2 separate regions of the Mus musculus genome follow, and region 2 is linked to region 1. A link is a contact called in public HiChIP or PLAC-seq data. All regions are on one chromosome and are shown on one strand. The core of a region is the stretch at or near the end of the contact, and the rest is flanking DNA. Distances in the headings are between cores, read along the strand shown. Region 1 overlaps Bfsp1 (beaded filament structural protein 1, in lens-CP94). Region 2 overlaps Snx5 (sorting nexin 5).

The links. HiChIP or PLAC-seq counts read pairs in DNA pulled down with a chosen protein or histone mark.
Region 2: a contact with region 1 is called in an H3K4me3 HiChIP or PLAC-seq map of the 230-238 cell line, with 10 read pairs. The contact joins two enhancer-like sites. A contact is called at or near these places in 6 of 39 promoter capture datasets (the 3T3-L1 cell line, 3T3-L1-derived adipocytes, the C10 cell line and 3 more), 1 of 15 datasets of contacts at CTCF or cohesin (large pre-B cells), 4 of 484 Hi-C or Micro-C datasets (the 63-12 cell line, bone marrow-derived macrophages, cerebral cortex and 1 more), 13 of 115 datasets of contacts at active chromatin or transcription factors (the 230-238 cell line, acute myeloid leukemia, bone marrow-derived macrophages and 9 more) and 3 of 9 other capture datasets (adipose tissue, embryonic stem cells and liver).

Annotation. Positions count from the first base shown.
Region 1 is chr2:143,836,638-143,843,997 of GRCm38.p6, reverse strand. It overlaps Bfsp1 (beaded filament structural protein 1, in lens-CP94), which reads left to right. Exons shown (of 8, transcript NM_009751.2): 5 at 2,217-2,324. Among named protein-coding and RNA genes, the nearest start is that of Bfsp1, 23 kb to the left of the region's middle. Within about 2 kb of position 2,902, at least 31 of the 459 cell types and tissues checked have an H3K27ac peak or open chromatin away from gene starts, as enhancers often do. A contact at or near this core is called in the 230-238 cell line, the 63-12 cell line, memory CD8 T cells and 1 more, where this site is marked.
Region 2 is chr2:144,242,812-144,250,171 of GRCm38.p6, reverse strand. It overlaps Snx5 (sorting nexin 5), which reads left to right. Exons shown (of 14, transcript NM_001199188.1): 14 at 1-49. Among named protein-coding and RNA genes, the nearest start is that of Gm26165, 15 kb to the left of the region's middle. Within about 2 kb of position 2,666, at least 129 of the 459 cell types and tissues checked have an H3K27ac peak or open chromatin away from gene starts, as enhancers often do. A contact at or near this core is called in the 230-238 cell line, the 63-12 cell line, memory CD8 T cells and 1 more, where this site is marked.

The DNA.
Region 1 (7,360 bases), core at 1,653-4,152:
TTAGCGTTTGAATGTAAAATGTCTCTTACAGGCTCATGTGTTTGAATGCTTAGTCCCTAGTTGGTGGCTTACTTTTGGAAGGCTATGGAACCTCTAGCAGGTAGAGCCTAGCTGGGGGAAGTGAACCAGGCCTTAAAGGTTTCAGACTGGTCAGTTGGCCTCGTGTTGTGAGCCTGTGGCAGTGTGGCACATCATGGAAGGAGCAGAACAAGAAAGAGAAAGGGGGTTTGGGACCCAGAATCTCCTTCAAGGGTATAACACCCCTGCTTGTTCCCACTAGTGTAGGGTTATGGGTCCTGTGTCTGCTCTGCCACAGGGCATGGCCGCTGGAGAGGCAGGACTCGGGAGGTCGACTGCGCTTAGCCCACTCTGTCGCTGGGTAGGTGTTGGGCTGTAGGGAAGTCCCAGGACACTGCTCTGGATGTAGGGAAGCACAGTCTGAGGCAGGGACAGCTGGAGCTGCCTTGGGGTCCCCGAGCCTGCGACAAGGCTGGGGCCCGTCTGGTTTTTAGGCTCTGGCGGCCAGGCATTGCTGGAAGATGAAGGAGGGCTGAGAATGGAGTCGGGGCCCACAGGCTAGGTCTAGCCCAGGGAAAAAGGGGATGCTCAGGCTGGTCCCAAGGGAGAGTCCTTGGCTTGATGGGTGGCAGTCTTAGGCCAGGCTTGGTCATTGAGGCTAGGAGCACAGAATGGCCTTCTACGGGAGATTAGACGGTGGCTCTATAGGCCAAAGCCTTCTCCTTGGCTCCCCATGGTGGATCCCGAAGAAAAGAGAGTCCATGTTTTTAAGATATTTATTGTCATAAATAAAAAGTGGATGAGTAAAACCATACTCTACTTCTCAGGGCGGGCCTGAGGTTAAACAACTTTTGTAGGGAGGAGTGTCTGGGAAGGAAAGTGAATTGGCTAAGCCCTCCAGTCCTCTAGGTACCTCATTAAAATGGAGATCTGTCTTGAACCTATGTGACCACAGGTCACGTCCTCTATAAGTAGAGGGGCTTGGGGCATTGCCCTTACATGACCTATGGCCATAAATCTATTAGGAGCTATGACAAGTGACAGGGGCCTGGTGCCCAGTAACCGGTGAAATACCTACCTTCCCTTCAGGGTCTCTGGGGTTTCAAGCCTTAGCTCAACCGGGGACCAGGCTACCTTTCACGGTCCCACACACTAGGACCCCCTTCTAAAGGCTTCACCCTCTTTCCACAATTCTATATGATAATGACCAAGCCTTCAACACACGAACCCTGGAGATCTACACTATAGCAGTTCCTTGTGAGGTATTGGTGGGCAGGGGCTGCCTTCTGTATGTGGCTTGAACATGGAAAGCACTTGGTATAGACTCAGGTTTGGGTTTCTAGGGTTTTGAGGCAGTGTCCTCTGTGTTGCAGGCAGGGCTCCTGAACAGTTAGCCTTTAAGAATCACTGGTATTTTTGAATAGGTGGAGAGGCAAGCCATGACAGATTGTGGACAGGCTGGAAGGGGGTTTCCTTCTGGACTGCCCCACTGATCATCAGTGTCTCGGCTTCATCAGGCCTCTTCTTGCCTTTCACCTTTTGGGGCTAGATGGTTTCTGCTTGGCACTGTGGCATAGCTGATGGCTCAGAGAACAAAATGATTTTCATCTTCATAGGCACAGAACCCTTAGCCAAATGAGCATCTGCATTCCACAGTGGTCTTTTCACAAAAGGGAAAACGGAGGCTTTGAAAGTCAAATATCTGTCTGGCTAGCCAGTCTGTGGCACAAATAGGTCTATGCTTGGCTCTCTTGCTCTTTGTTGTCTGAGCTTTTCCTCTTGAGCAGTTAATGGTTCAGACAGTGGCCACTGTGGGCCTGTTTGGGTCAGCTTGGGCAGTTGGAACAGGACTCCTTAGTTTATTGCTCAGAGCTCTGGAGACTGGAAGTCCAAGATCAAGGTGCTGGCAGAATTGGTACCTGTTGCAGATTCTTCCTCACTGTGTGCCATGTGGTGGTGGTTGGGGGACAGGGGTAGGTCTCCGTTACCTCTTCGTCTTCTCATTAGCACTAAGTCCTAACGGAGCTCCGTTTTCATGACCCTAATCACCTTCCATAGGTTTCCACTCACCAATGCCTTAGCAGATCGGGGATTGGCACATGAGCTTGGGGGGATACAAAGAAGGGTTCTTACTCCTTCATTGTCTCTTTTATCTTTGCACTTCTTTGTCTGAATCTCAGTCTGGCCTCCTCATGCAGGAGAAGCTGTTCACAGAACGGGAAGTGGCTGCCCTGCAGAACCAGCTGGAGGAGGGCCGAGAGGCAGTCACCCACCTGCAGGCACAGAAAGCTGAGCTGCAGGCCCAGGTATGATCCATCTTCGGCGTATCTTATTGAACCGACACATGAAGGCAGAGGTGTCCAGTTCTGTGGTGTACAGACTCAGCACACCCGTGTGCCCTGCACCACAGCATTCTGAGCAGGGGAACAAACACCTTGCTTTGCCCTGGGCTGAGATTTCCCGGAATGTGTGTTTTAGCATTCTGCTAAGAAGAGTTCTGGGACATAGGATGACAGGGATGGAGACAGGGACACGTGGACACCCAGCCTCATGGTGGCTCTTCTCTTGTCTCCATTGAGTCACATCTCTTCTACCAAGGAAAATAACACATCTCATCATGGATCACTTTGCCTTTGTCAAGCCTGTTAACATTTAGAAAACACACACACACACACACACACACACACACACACCAGGGTTTTAACCACATATTCACTCAAATCTGGGCATCCCTGTTTTTCCTCTCCCTGTGGTCTCTCCTTTGGAATTGATGATGGTCTGGGAAGAGTGCCCGCAGGGAGGCAGGAGGCTGGCTTGTACCAGTGTTCGCCTCTCATGAGATGTCTGCTAGTGTGAGGCTCACAGTTCTGTTTCCTTTTAAGTTGTGGGTTTCATGGTTCACAGCCCTGACTGCTTCACACGCTCTCATTTCCATGCAGATGGGCACAGAGACGTTGAATGTCGGGCTTAAATGCTGCCCTTCCTACAGCTGGGTAACCACACATCCCAAACCAATCAATTGGCATTTAGTAGACAGGTACCCTCAAGGAACAAACGAGAAAAAGATCTAAAATTCTGACTGTAAAACCCGGGGCATCTGGGTTGTCATGACACTCAGGGCCTACTGTTCAGAGTCCAGGGCATCAGGAAAAACTTAACTGGATTCTCATTTAATCACCATTTCTGACATCCTGTTTTCCATCCCCACTGGGCCCCTCATAAAGCTCTCACTGTGCAGCAGTCCCAGAAGACAATGCTACAACAAGGGGGCAACAAGGAACAGTGGTTGCCCCCTGAGTGAAAGATCACAGGAGAGAAATTGAGTCAGGCCTTAAAAATGCCTTCTTCCCAGGACATAACCATGCCTCAGGGACTAGATACTTCTCAGTGACCGTGGTTTCTTTTGAGGGAGGGAGGGGAGTGGAGAAGGGAGAGATGGAGAAATGTTTATGTAGAGAATGTGGTGTGTGTGTGTGATATGTATATAGTGTGTGTGGTGTATGTCGTATATGTGTATATAAGGTCTGTGGGTAGTGTGTGAGTATATGAGGTGATTTGAGTGTATTTGCTGTGTATGTATGTAGAGTATATTGTAAAGTGTGTATGATATGTATATTGCATGCATGTGTAATGTGAAGGGTGCGTGGGCTCTGCATGTGTGCATGTATGTGTATATACATGTGTATATGTGGGGTGTGTAATGTCAGGTATATGTGTGGCGTGTGATGTTCATATGAAGTATGACTTATTCATCTATCTGTGTAGGGCATATGTGCATGCACGTGGGATGTGTGTATGGTGTAAGTGTTTTACATGTGACTGAGGAAGTGGGTGTAGGCCCAGTCCCGGTTCTGGAGACTGTGGTTTTCAAATTGTTCCTTGAAATTCACCAGGTGTAAAATGAATTCAGTAGAATTGACTGGTACAAAAAAGGAAGAAAGCAGGCTGGAGAGATGGCTCAGGGGTTAAGAGCACTGGCTGCTTTTCCAGAGGTCCTGAGTTCAATTCCCAGCAACCACATGGTGGCTCACAACCATCGGTAGTGGGATCTGATGCCCTCTTCTGGTGTGTCTGAAGATAGTGACAGTGTGTTCATATACGTACAGTAAATACATAAGTCTTTATAAAAAATTAGAAGAAAGCAACACAATGGCGCTGGGAATAAGAAGTAACAGAATGCATGGCAGTGAGAAGTATACAAAGTTTATCCTGGAAAACTTTTGTCTTAAATGTATCTGTATATTTTTGACTACACATGTATTTGCTCAAATGCACACATATGATGTGGCCTATGGTGTGAACTATGTCACTTCCTGTGGTCTGGGTGACAAAGTTGAAAAACACAGCCCTAGATACTAAAAAGATCAAGGCCCTAGCCTCACATGGAAAATTTTAGTTCTGCGGGGGGGGGGGAGGGGGGAGACTGTTTGTCTTTCTTTGTGTGCACACATATTTTTGATGGCTATAAAACCATGATATGTATAGGAAGTGTGTGATCTATTGATGTAGGGTACATGTGCCTGCATGTGGGATGTGTGTATTGTGCATGTGTGCATGGGACTGAGGAAGCAGGTGCAGGCCTGTTATGGTCCTGGAAACCCATGTTTTTCAAACTCTTAGTTATAGTTCATTGGGTGGGAAACAACAGGCTTGGCCTGGTTTCTGAGTACATGAGGTATAACTGTTGGGTCAGGTCCTGTTCTCAGCCTCTGACACTACTGAGACTTAGCAGTTTATCTCTGTGTCTAAGGTAGGGTCTCACTTTCTCCTCTAGGTTCCCTTCCCTGTCCCTAGATTTTATTAGTCTGGTGAAGTTTGTGGATCCTTTCTCATAAAATGTTGTTGAAGGCAAAAAAAATTATTCAAAGCAAGCCAATTCTATAAAGATAGTTATCCATATGTTATCCAGTGTCCTTGACTCGAGGGGTCATGTCTGGATGAATCTGCAGCAAGCTGAAGTAACCTGAGGTGCACATGGCTTTTATATGGCCCACTTATCTATTACACACCCCAACCTTACAGCACAGCACCCTGTCGAGTGTAGGGTGTGTCCTGGCTGATACAGTCATGGCTTGCTGCCACACCACTGCTATGCACGAAGGCAAAATGCAAACAGGAAGCATGGCCTCTACAGAAAGCACAGTGCTTCCACACTGTGGTCAAGTGGACCAGTGCACGTCCATGATGCTCTGCAGGGCATGTACAGTCGCTTGTCAGTATCCAAGGGGGATTAGTCTTCACAACCCCACAGGTACTGAAAATCACACTTGCTCAAGACTCCAAAGTGCTTAGTGCTTGTATGTGAACTATGAAGTTCTCCCATAGCCTTGAACTCAACCCCAACAACTTATAACATCCAGGATAGTGTGAGTGGGTATAAGTAGTTTTATTTTTTATTATTTAGGAAATGATGACAAACATGGTTATACACACACACACACACACACACACACACACACACACACACATATATATATATTTTTCAGCAGAGGCATAATTGGTTGATTGGGACTCTTAGGATCCAGAGAGGTGACTGTTCAGTAACAAAATACTGAACATAACAAAATTGGTCTAACAAAATAACAAAAATTGGTCTAATGAACCTCAGGTGTGCCACCTTCACGGGTTGTCACAGCCCATGTATGTGACGTGGCTCCTGCGTATTTTCTCATTTTCACACTGTTCTGTAAGTCAGGGAGTGGGGCAAGCAGGTTGGTCTCTCTGTTCTGGGTCTCCCAGGGTGGCATAAAGTGTGTGTGTGTGTGTGTGTGTAGTCCACCTGGGCCCCTGCTGGAGGATCTTATGGGAGAACTTGCTCACAGTGTCGGGTGTGTGGTTGGTACAAGTCAATTCCGACAGGCTATAGTGGGGAGGACCCTGTTTAGTCAAAGAGGTTGTGCATTCCTTGGCCCAAGGCTATTCCACGCCAGCGCTGTGTGTAAAGTCCTGGGTCTAACCCTCTGCCTCCAACTTCTCCTCTTAGCTGCTGCTGCTGCTTCTGCTTCTGCTTCTTCTTCTTCTTCTTCTTCTTCTTCTTCTTCTTCTTCTTCTTCTTCTTCTTCTTCTTCTTCCTCCTCCTCCTCCTCCTCTTCCTCCTCCTCCTCCTCCCCCTCCCCCTCCCCCTCCCCCTCCTCCTTCTCCTCCTCCTTGGCTTATGTGATTAGGATTAATTTAATTAATTTAAATAACTTACTTTGTGGTGCTGGTTAAGGTTTTCGATGCTTCCAGAATGTCTCCCGGTTAGGACCTTCAGGGTAAGTTCCCTGGCCCAGCAGCATCAGCAGCATCTGGGAACTTGTCAGAAGTGCAGATTCACGGGTACATCCAGACCAGCTGTGGCCTGGCAACTCCTGTCGTAACAAGTCCTCCAGGCGGCTCCACAGGCATTAGATCCATGCCTCTAAGAACAGAGCCCGAGATTGGAGCTGGGGGCCTCTCCTTCAAGTCAGCCAAACACAGGTGCCCAAGTCCCCTGGGGATTAATTTCTTCCAGGCGGACAAGGAATGACAGACAATTCAGTGTCTTGACAGGACCTGAAAACGGTTTTATTGATTGGCAAACAGGATGAGCCCTGACCTCTTTTTCATCAAGGTTCTTTACCGCCATCTAGTGGTGAGATTCAGCATCAGCGCTTGATCAGGGCACCATCCCTGAAGCAAAACAAAACACAGGACATTTACACCCCCCCCCCCTCTCTCTCTCTCTCTCTCTCTCTCTCTCTCTCTCTCTCTCTCTCTCTCTCTCTCGTGTGTGTTCACTCGTGCATATATGTGCATGCATGTGTGGAGTTCAGAAGACAACTCTCACAAGTCTATTCTTTTCCTTTTATTGTTTGGGCCCTGGGGCTCAGACTCAGGTTGTTAGGCTTGGTAACAAGAAACTTTACCCACAAAGCCAACATGCTGGATATATCATCATCATCGTCATCGTCATCATCATCATCGTCTTTACCTAAATTAACCCATTTATTGTCAGAGGTTTCAAATAGTGATGCTCCCATTGGTCTTTAGATCCTTCCGTCCTCTGATGGCTCACTTGACTGTGACAGAATTGTGGTGGGTCCAGGCCCTGACAGCCACTGTTCTTACACAGGGCCACATGCCTATGGCCCACATCTTTGCCTTAGTCTTGCCACAGGAGGGACAAGGATACTTAGTATGCTGCCTGATTTCAATTTTCTTCACCATTTTCTAGGTAGCGCTTCTCAACCTGTGGTTTACAACCCCCTTTGGCAGCTATTTTATCTCCAAAAATGTTTATATTATGATTTATAACAGTAGCAAAATGACAGTTGTCAAGCAGCAACAGAAATAATGTTATGGCTAGGGGGTCACCACAGTA
Region 2 (7,360 bases), core at 1,417-3,916, 410 kb before region 1:
ACAAATTGATGGAAGTCTGGATTTATTTAAGAAAAGATTTCACAACAAAGTCTGGTTTCTGACTGTTTTCTTACCTGTCACTCCTAGACTGCTCACAATGGCACACACAACTTTCCATTTCAGTGGTAGTGGGTACCTGGACTCTAGCCACATGATTATGTGATCATACCTTGGCCTTGTTCCTCTGTCAAGATTGGTTGTTGCATGTAAGGGTCTTAGATCTACCTCCTGTCTGGAATGCAGCCAGCTGAAGCTTATTAGTTGGTTGAACCCTTGCACAGTTGTAGGTAGACTTGTTTATGCAGTGTTCCTTGGTTGGTCCCAGCAGGCACAGACTGAATGGAAACCATAAGTATACCTATACTATCGAGGCTGCCATTGGGTGGGTTCTCACAGGATGTCAACATAATTCAGCTGGCTTCAGAGTAAGGCTTCCTGAGTGCTTGGGATCCCAGACATTAACTCAAACTCATCCCAAAGTGGTGTAGGAGCAGGGAAGAGGCTTTAAAGGTGGGCTACTTGGGGTCCAATCCCAAGTGGTATCCCTGGGAAAGTTGTGTCTTTGCATTTGCCCACAATGTCCAAGTTCTATATTTCCAACCGTGAACAAGACTACAGATTTGTAGGGGCTAGACCATTGAGCTGAAGTGTACAGCACCCTCATGAGGCAGCTTGTATCCCAGTTCCAGATCAGACTGATGTTGAGTAGCAAACTAAAAATTGTGAATCTTGTTCCACCCTGTGAGTCCTGTGTTAGTCTCCCCTGTCTCACTGTGTTGGAGACTGAGATAACTGGGTCTTCTGTAAGGTGGGATATCCATTGAAAGGTATTTTCAGCAGAGGAAAAAGAGCAGGCAGAGCCTAGTTCAAAACTGGGCGGTCTTGGCCTGCAAAGTGTTCAGGTCATTTAGCTAAGATGTCAATCATAACAGCAGGAAAAATGACCTAATCATCTCTAGTACCATTAGAGTAGTAGGAAGCCTAGTTCCTAGTCAAGAGCCTTCCTGGTTGAGGCCCTTGTGTTCTGTAACTCATCCAGCAGCTGGGAGGTAATAATACTCAAAGCCACGACTTGTGACCTGTCTGAGAAGCAGAGCTGAAAATGAGCCTCAGGGACATTCTCACCTCTACCTAGTGTACCTCAATACATGGCTCTGCCTGTCTGGGCTGCCCAATGTTTCCTGCAGATTTGGATAGCTGAGATACATCTTTGTATTGCATATTTGACTGGAACAGCACAACAGTCAAATATCCCCAGGCTTCTTTTCCCTTTGGGGGCCAGTTTCTGGTTTCCAACTGCTTTCTTGGAATAGAAGGTGCCTTGAGAAGGCTGAGGATCACACCCCAGGGTGTTGTTACACACTAGGCCAGTGACCTGCCAGTGAGCTCTGCCTCTGCCCTTTTCCCCATGGAGTACTCCCGGGATGTTTCCAAGGGCCTAGGAAATTATATTTTAATATTACTGAGTGGGCCTGGCCCTGTGTGTCACACACAGGTCAAAACAAACAACTTAGGGTGTTGGATTTCTTCCAGCTGTGGGTTGGGTATACTGAACCGGGGGGGGGGGGGGGGGGGGCCCTGGGCTTTCCCAGACGCGCTTTTGAACAGATTCTTCTGCCGACTTTCAAACCTTTAAAGTTTGTTGGGTACTGTTTGAATTTTTAGTTTTTGTGCAAAGGATAGTTCTGATTGTTTATCAGTTCTTGCCCATGAGCAGTAGTTTGTCTGATTAATGGGACAGGGCATCTCTTTGAGAGGTTTCCACCTGACATGTTTTGCTAACACTGGGCAGATGGCCACTTGTTAGGACTGTTGACTGCAGCTTGTCTCCTATCATTTGAATGGAATTAGAAATGGCCCGGGGCTTTGTGGGTCCTTGTCCTGGTTCCTTCATGTTGCAAAACCATAGGAGGGAATAATTGTACTCCTGATGGATAGCCCAAAGCAGCGAGTGCAAACTGCTGCCAGGTCAGTGTAGCCCTGGCTGTCCTGGAACTCTGTCGACCAGGCTGGCCTCGAACTCAAATCCACCAGCCTCTGCCTCCCGAGTGCTGGGATTAAAGGTGTGTGTCACCACTGCCCGGCTAGTTCGGTTCGTACTTACTATCTGCCTTGTCGCTGCTTCAGGGAGGGTCCTGCAAAGCAATTTAGAGCTTTACTGGAGACAGCTTTGTGTGTGTGTGTGTGTCCAGCTGAATCCAGCTGCAGTTACCACAGGGCCTCAGGGCTCCTTGGATTTGTTGATTGTATAAGGATTCTGACTGGGATATGAGAGACAGGGCAGAAAGTCTGGCAAGAATAGATGCCTGAAAAGTATCCTGTAGAGACAGGGAAGAAGCCAATGAGAGTGTGTGTACATAGGCCGTGTGCAGAGCGGGTGCAGCTGACTGTGGCCTGTTCCTTGAGTCCTGCGGAAGACTGCTAGCTTGCAGTGAATCCCAGAATAGGAGGAATGAGACTGCCTGTCACTTGTTAGGGACGAGAGCTGGGGGCACCTGCTACTTGGAAGGGCCCTTGTTGGGCTGAGCTAAAAGGGAAGTGAGGTCATAGATCATCACTAACAACTTGGCTGGAGTCTGATTTCAGCTTAGCCTAGGACTCCATTCAATCTGGCTGTGTTCTAGGGACATGAGTGCCAGCCATGAAGGGGTGGTGCTGAGTGACAACTCCCAAGTATAGAGCAGAGGAAACCACGTTTTAGGGTTACTTCCTCATGGAGCCCAGCTGCAGTTCAGTGAGGAGCCAACCACAGATGGGGAAGGCCTGTCCCCTGCTAAGTCCCAGCTTCAAGTCATCTTGAGGTCTCCATAGCAAAGTCCCTTGCTGTTAGAGGGAATGCTGGGGTTTGGGTAAAATACAAAACACTGTCAATCTTGACTTTTAGGTAATAGCCAGATTTTTCTTTAGCATTTCTCATGTAGTATTTGATATACTGTTTCTTTGATCTGAGATTGAATTTTTGCTGGGAATCATGTATGTTTTATTTGGTGAGTCTGTCACTTCTATGCTGAGGACTTGAAAGGTAGCTAGTGCAATTGAGGAATGGAAGTTTTGTTTTTTGGTTTTTCAAGACAGGGTTTCTCTGTATAGTCCTGGTTGTCCTGGAACTTTGTAGAACAGGCTGGCCTCGAAATCCGCCTACCTTTGCCTCCCGAGTGCTGGGATTAAAGGTGTGCACCGCCACCACCAGTTGAGGAACAGAAGTTTAAAGTTCATTTTTTTTTTAAAGATTTATTTATTGATTATATGCAAGTACACTGTAGCTGTCCTCAGACACTCCAGAAGAGGGAGTCAGATCTTGTTACGGATGGTTGTGAGCCACCATGTGGTTGCTGGGATTTGAACTCCTGACCTTCGGAAGAGCAGTCGGGTGCTCTTACCCACTGAGCCATCTCACCAGCCCCAAGTTCATTTTTTAAAACTTAGTTTACATCTTAATTTGGGGGCACATGTGCACTGTGTGTGGGCATGTGCACATGCATAACCATGCATACATGTGTTCACTAGGGATTAGAAAGCCAGGACCTTATGCTTGTTGATTATATGCCCAACCATTGAGCTATGTTCCCAGTGCCAGATCCAGGCACACTGAAATCCTAGGCTGTTTATATTTTCCTAACTAAAGCCCCTAGCATTGAGTGACATAGCCAGACCATTCCACTCAGCCCTATCTGACCTCTGTCCAGATGGGCTTGACGTAATGCAACGGTCCTGGTTTCAGGCACCTGCTGCTCAGTGGCTTATACTCAGCAAATGGAACTGGAAGTCCTCAACACTCCCTGCTGTCAGCCCCACCCACATTTCATATTCACCACAGTCTCAGGTTCCTAAGGCCCCTCATGCATCAGGGCCTCCAATCCTTCCCAACCTTAAAGACCTATATCTCAGTGGGAGTGGAGACAGCTTGGGTATTGGCATTTTATTGTTTATAATTTGGTGGGTTTTGAGCCAGAGTTTTGCTTTGTAGCCCAAGCAGGCTTCTACCTTCTCCCCCAGTGCTGGGATTACAGATGGGCACCAGTGTGTCTGCAGGGTTGATAGTATAAGAGATACGCATGTTCTTGTGAGCTAAAGTCAAGGCTGAGACTACTTGGTTCATTCAGTGTGTCACTTCCAACGAGTTGGGATAGGTCAGCTTCATCTTGCAGCTGAGGAAGATGAGGTGGAGAGACTAGGCCCCAGGACCCAAGATCCCAGCTACATCTAGGACTCTCCCTTGGGGTCAGTCAGTGAGGGACAGGACCTGAACAGACAGGTATGGACCCCTAGGCTTTGATGGGACTCCCAATCATCTCCCCTCTTTCCCAGGAATATAATAACCTTCTCCTTGGCTTTCTCCTTAGCTGGGCCTCTTCCCAGCAGGTTGAGTTAATGAAAGGCTCCCGGCCTGCAGTTTCACTTCTGTAATTTACTCGCAGTGCTGGTCTCTAATTTCATTGCTTCCTCAGCTGTCTCTTCCCACTGAGAAGCTGGTCTCTGGCTTGATTGGTCAGCTTTCCTGCTGCCAGCTGCCCAAGGGGAGAGGCTGGTTCGCAGAGCCCGTAAGAGCAGTGTGGTAAGAGCAGGAGACCGCAGTGTTCTGAGTACCCACTCACACATGTGAGGTGAGAACACTTTACCACTGAGCCAGGTCCTCAGCTCCTCTGAGTACGTTTTTAAATACTTCTTGAGGAAGTACGCAGGGTTGGAAAGGGGTTGGAGGGAGCAGGAGGTGAGCTATCCAGAGCTGTGTGTGGGCATTCTGGCTCTGGAGTCTGCCCTTTCTTTTCTTGCTGCCTTCCCATTGTGGTTTAGCATTTATTTATTTTCTACACGGTATTTCCCGTGCCTTTGTAGTGGCTCCCGAAGAATAGGATTCTGTGAAGTGTTCAGTGTTCATATCATCTGGACTTCCTGTCACTGGTTCTTTCCCTGACATCAGTGAGCCATGTGCAATTTGTCCCTTTCTATATTCGAAGTACAGAAAGTGCCAGGGTGTGAAGGGTCTGGTCCCTACTTGCTGAGAAGTACTTGGGACACTGGTCCTATTTCAGGCGGGAGTGTAGGTATATCTGTCTCAATGATGAGCTGTGAACTTAAAAGGAGTTGGTCCACAAGAAGCCCCAGCTGTGGCTGAAGAGATGCTTCAATGGTTAATGGCACTGTGTTCTTCCAGAGGACCTGGGTTTGGATCCCTAACACCTGCAGGACTGTAACTACGGATCCAGGGGACCTGACACCCTTTTTCAGCCTCTCTGGACACCAGGCACCAAGCACACATGTGGAGTTCAGACGTGTACAGACAAAACACTAATACACAGAGAAGAAGCTGTAGTCATGGCTGCCACCCCAGTAAGGTTTAATGAGGGAGGTGTGGGCTTTACACTGGCATAGAATACACTGGACTGCATCTGTTGAATACTAAGCCAGAACATGAACAGCCAAGATGTAAAAGCTGGGGAGCTATAGCCAGTCGAGGCGAGCCTGAGAGGTAGTCCAATACGAACAAACAGACTCTATTCAGGGAGCTTGAATATAGCCATGTAAAGTTGGCCCATTTATGAGCATGCTCTATTGAAGGACTTAATTTCAGAAGGATAGATAGCAAAATGTTTTTGGGGCAAGTTGACCACTTAACCTGTGTGTGTGTGTGTGTGTGTGTGTGAGAGAGAGAGAGAGAGAGAGAGAGAGAGAGAGAGAGAGAGGTGTTATGGGGCATAATGGTTACTGGGAAGATCTTTCTGTTGTTAAATTACCTTGTCCCCATGAGAACCAAACTTAGTTTGATCCCCAGATTCCATGTTGAAAAACAACCCAAGAACTGGAGATCATTGTATCAAGCAAAATAAACCAGACTCAGAAAGACAAATCCTACCTATTTTCTCTTAAGAAAACTTGAAGAGGGGAGAGTTCGTTTATATAAATGGTGGTCTAAAGCAGGCAAAGATGAGAAAAATGGAACAGGCTGCACGTGTGTGGACAGGCAGTCTTCACAGGGTGTGAGTTCAGAAAATAATGCCTTAGAGAGGTCTTTTGGGGTGGAGTTTGGGGGCCACTGAGGTCAAAAGCTCACTTGCTGGGTCCTGCTCGTGCCCAAGGGTAGATGGTTTCAAACACTTTACTATTACAAGGCTCCTTCCAAATTCTAGATGATGTAAGCAGCAGTTTCCAGGGCAACCGTACATCTGAGCTATCTTCAGTAGTGATAACTGGTGGCATATAATGTAAAACCTGGCCACCTCTGACACCGAGACGAGAGGAGCCCCAGAAGGGAGTGAGATTCTGCTCTTCCTCGAACCCAGACGCCTTAGCCTTGGCCTCACCGGGTCTAAGAGGAGGCTGTCACCTAAGGCTAAAAGCCCTTTTCCTTCCTTTTAGATTCTCTACATAAAACAGCATCAAAGTTGGTGTGCTCAGGAGCTGGGGGTGCCTGAGGCTCCTGATTCTGGGGGAGGGCTCTGTGTCTCCGATATTAGGGACAGGTCAGGCCTCGATGCAGATCTTGAAATGAAAATCCTCAGACTGAACTCTCCTCCCTGGGGAGTCGGAAAGACACTGTAAGTAAGATGCTCCGTAAAATGCCTGTCTATAGATTGAGGAGGGAAGAGACTAGGAGGTTAGATTGAACCCTCCAAGAGCCTGAGCTGAAATAAACCTTCCCTCCCTTGAAGGCAATGAGACAGGCAGAGACCTTGCCTGCATTTTGCCTTCAGGTCTTCCATATTCTGAGAGGCATATTACAGTTTCTTTCATTTGTTGTGTTGTACTGGAAATTTCTCTCTTTTTTTTCTTTTTTCTTTTGTTCTTTTTTTGGTTTTTCAAAACAGGGTTTCTCTGTGTAGCCCTGGCTGTCCTGGAACTCACTCTGTAGACCGGGCTGGCCTCAAACTCAGAAATCCACCTACCTGCCTCTGCCTCCCAAGTGCTGAGATTAAAGGCGTGCACCACCTCTGCCCGGCCTGGAAATTTCTAGTAGCTAAGCTCATGCCATTATGACTTCAGGGCTGCTGGCCTTGTTGGTGGAGAGTGGCTGCCCCATGTGAACACTCAGTTCCAGCAGGGCTAGGCTAGACTGGTGCCTATCCTGGAAGAAGATGGGCAGGGCCTTGAGAGAGCAAGGGAGACTGCGGGAGCCTTCTGATGGGTTCTAAGCAGACTGCCTCAAACCCTTGCCACCTCCGCTAGAGCAGTGAACCACGGTGGTGCTTTTTACTGCCTTCTGTTAACAAAAGAGCTTAGAAGGTCAGTCCAGGCTCATGGAGAGGAAAAACAAACTCGCTATTTTGATGGCGAAACAGCAGGGAAAGGATAAACTGCCACAGCAAGTGATGTCATCTCTCACCCTCTGGATAAGGAGCCAGGGCTCGGCATCACAGGCACC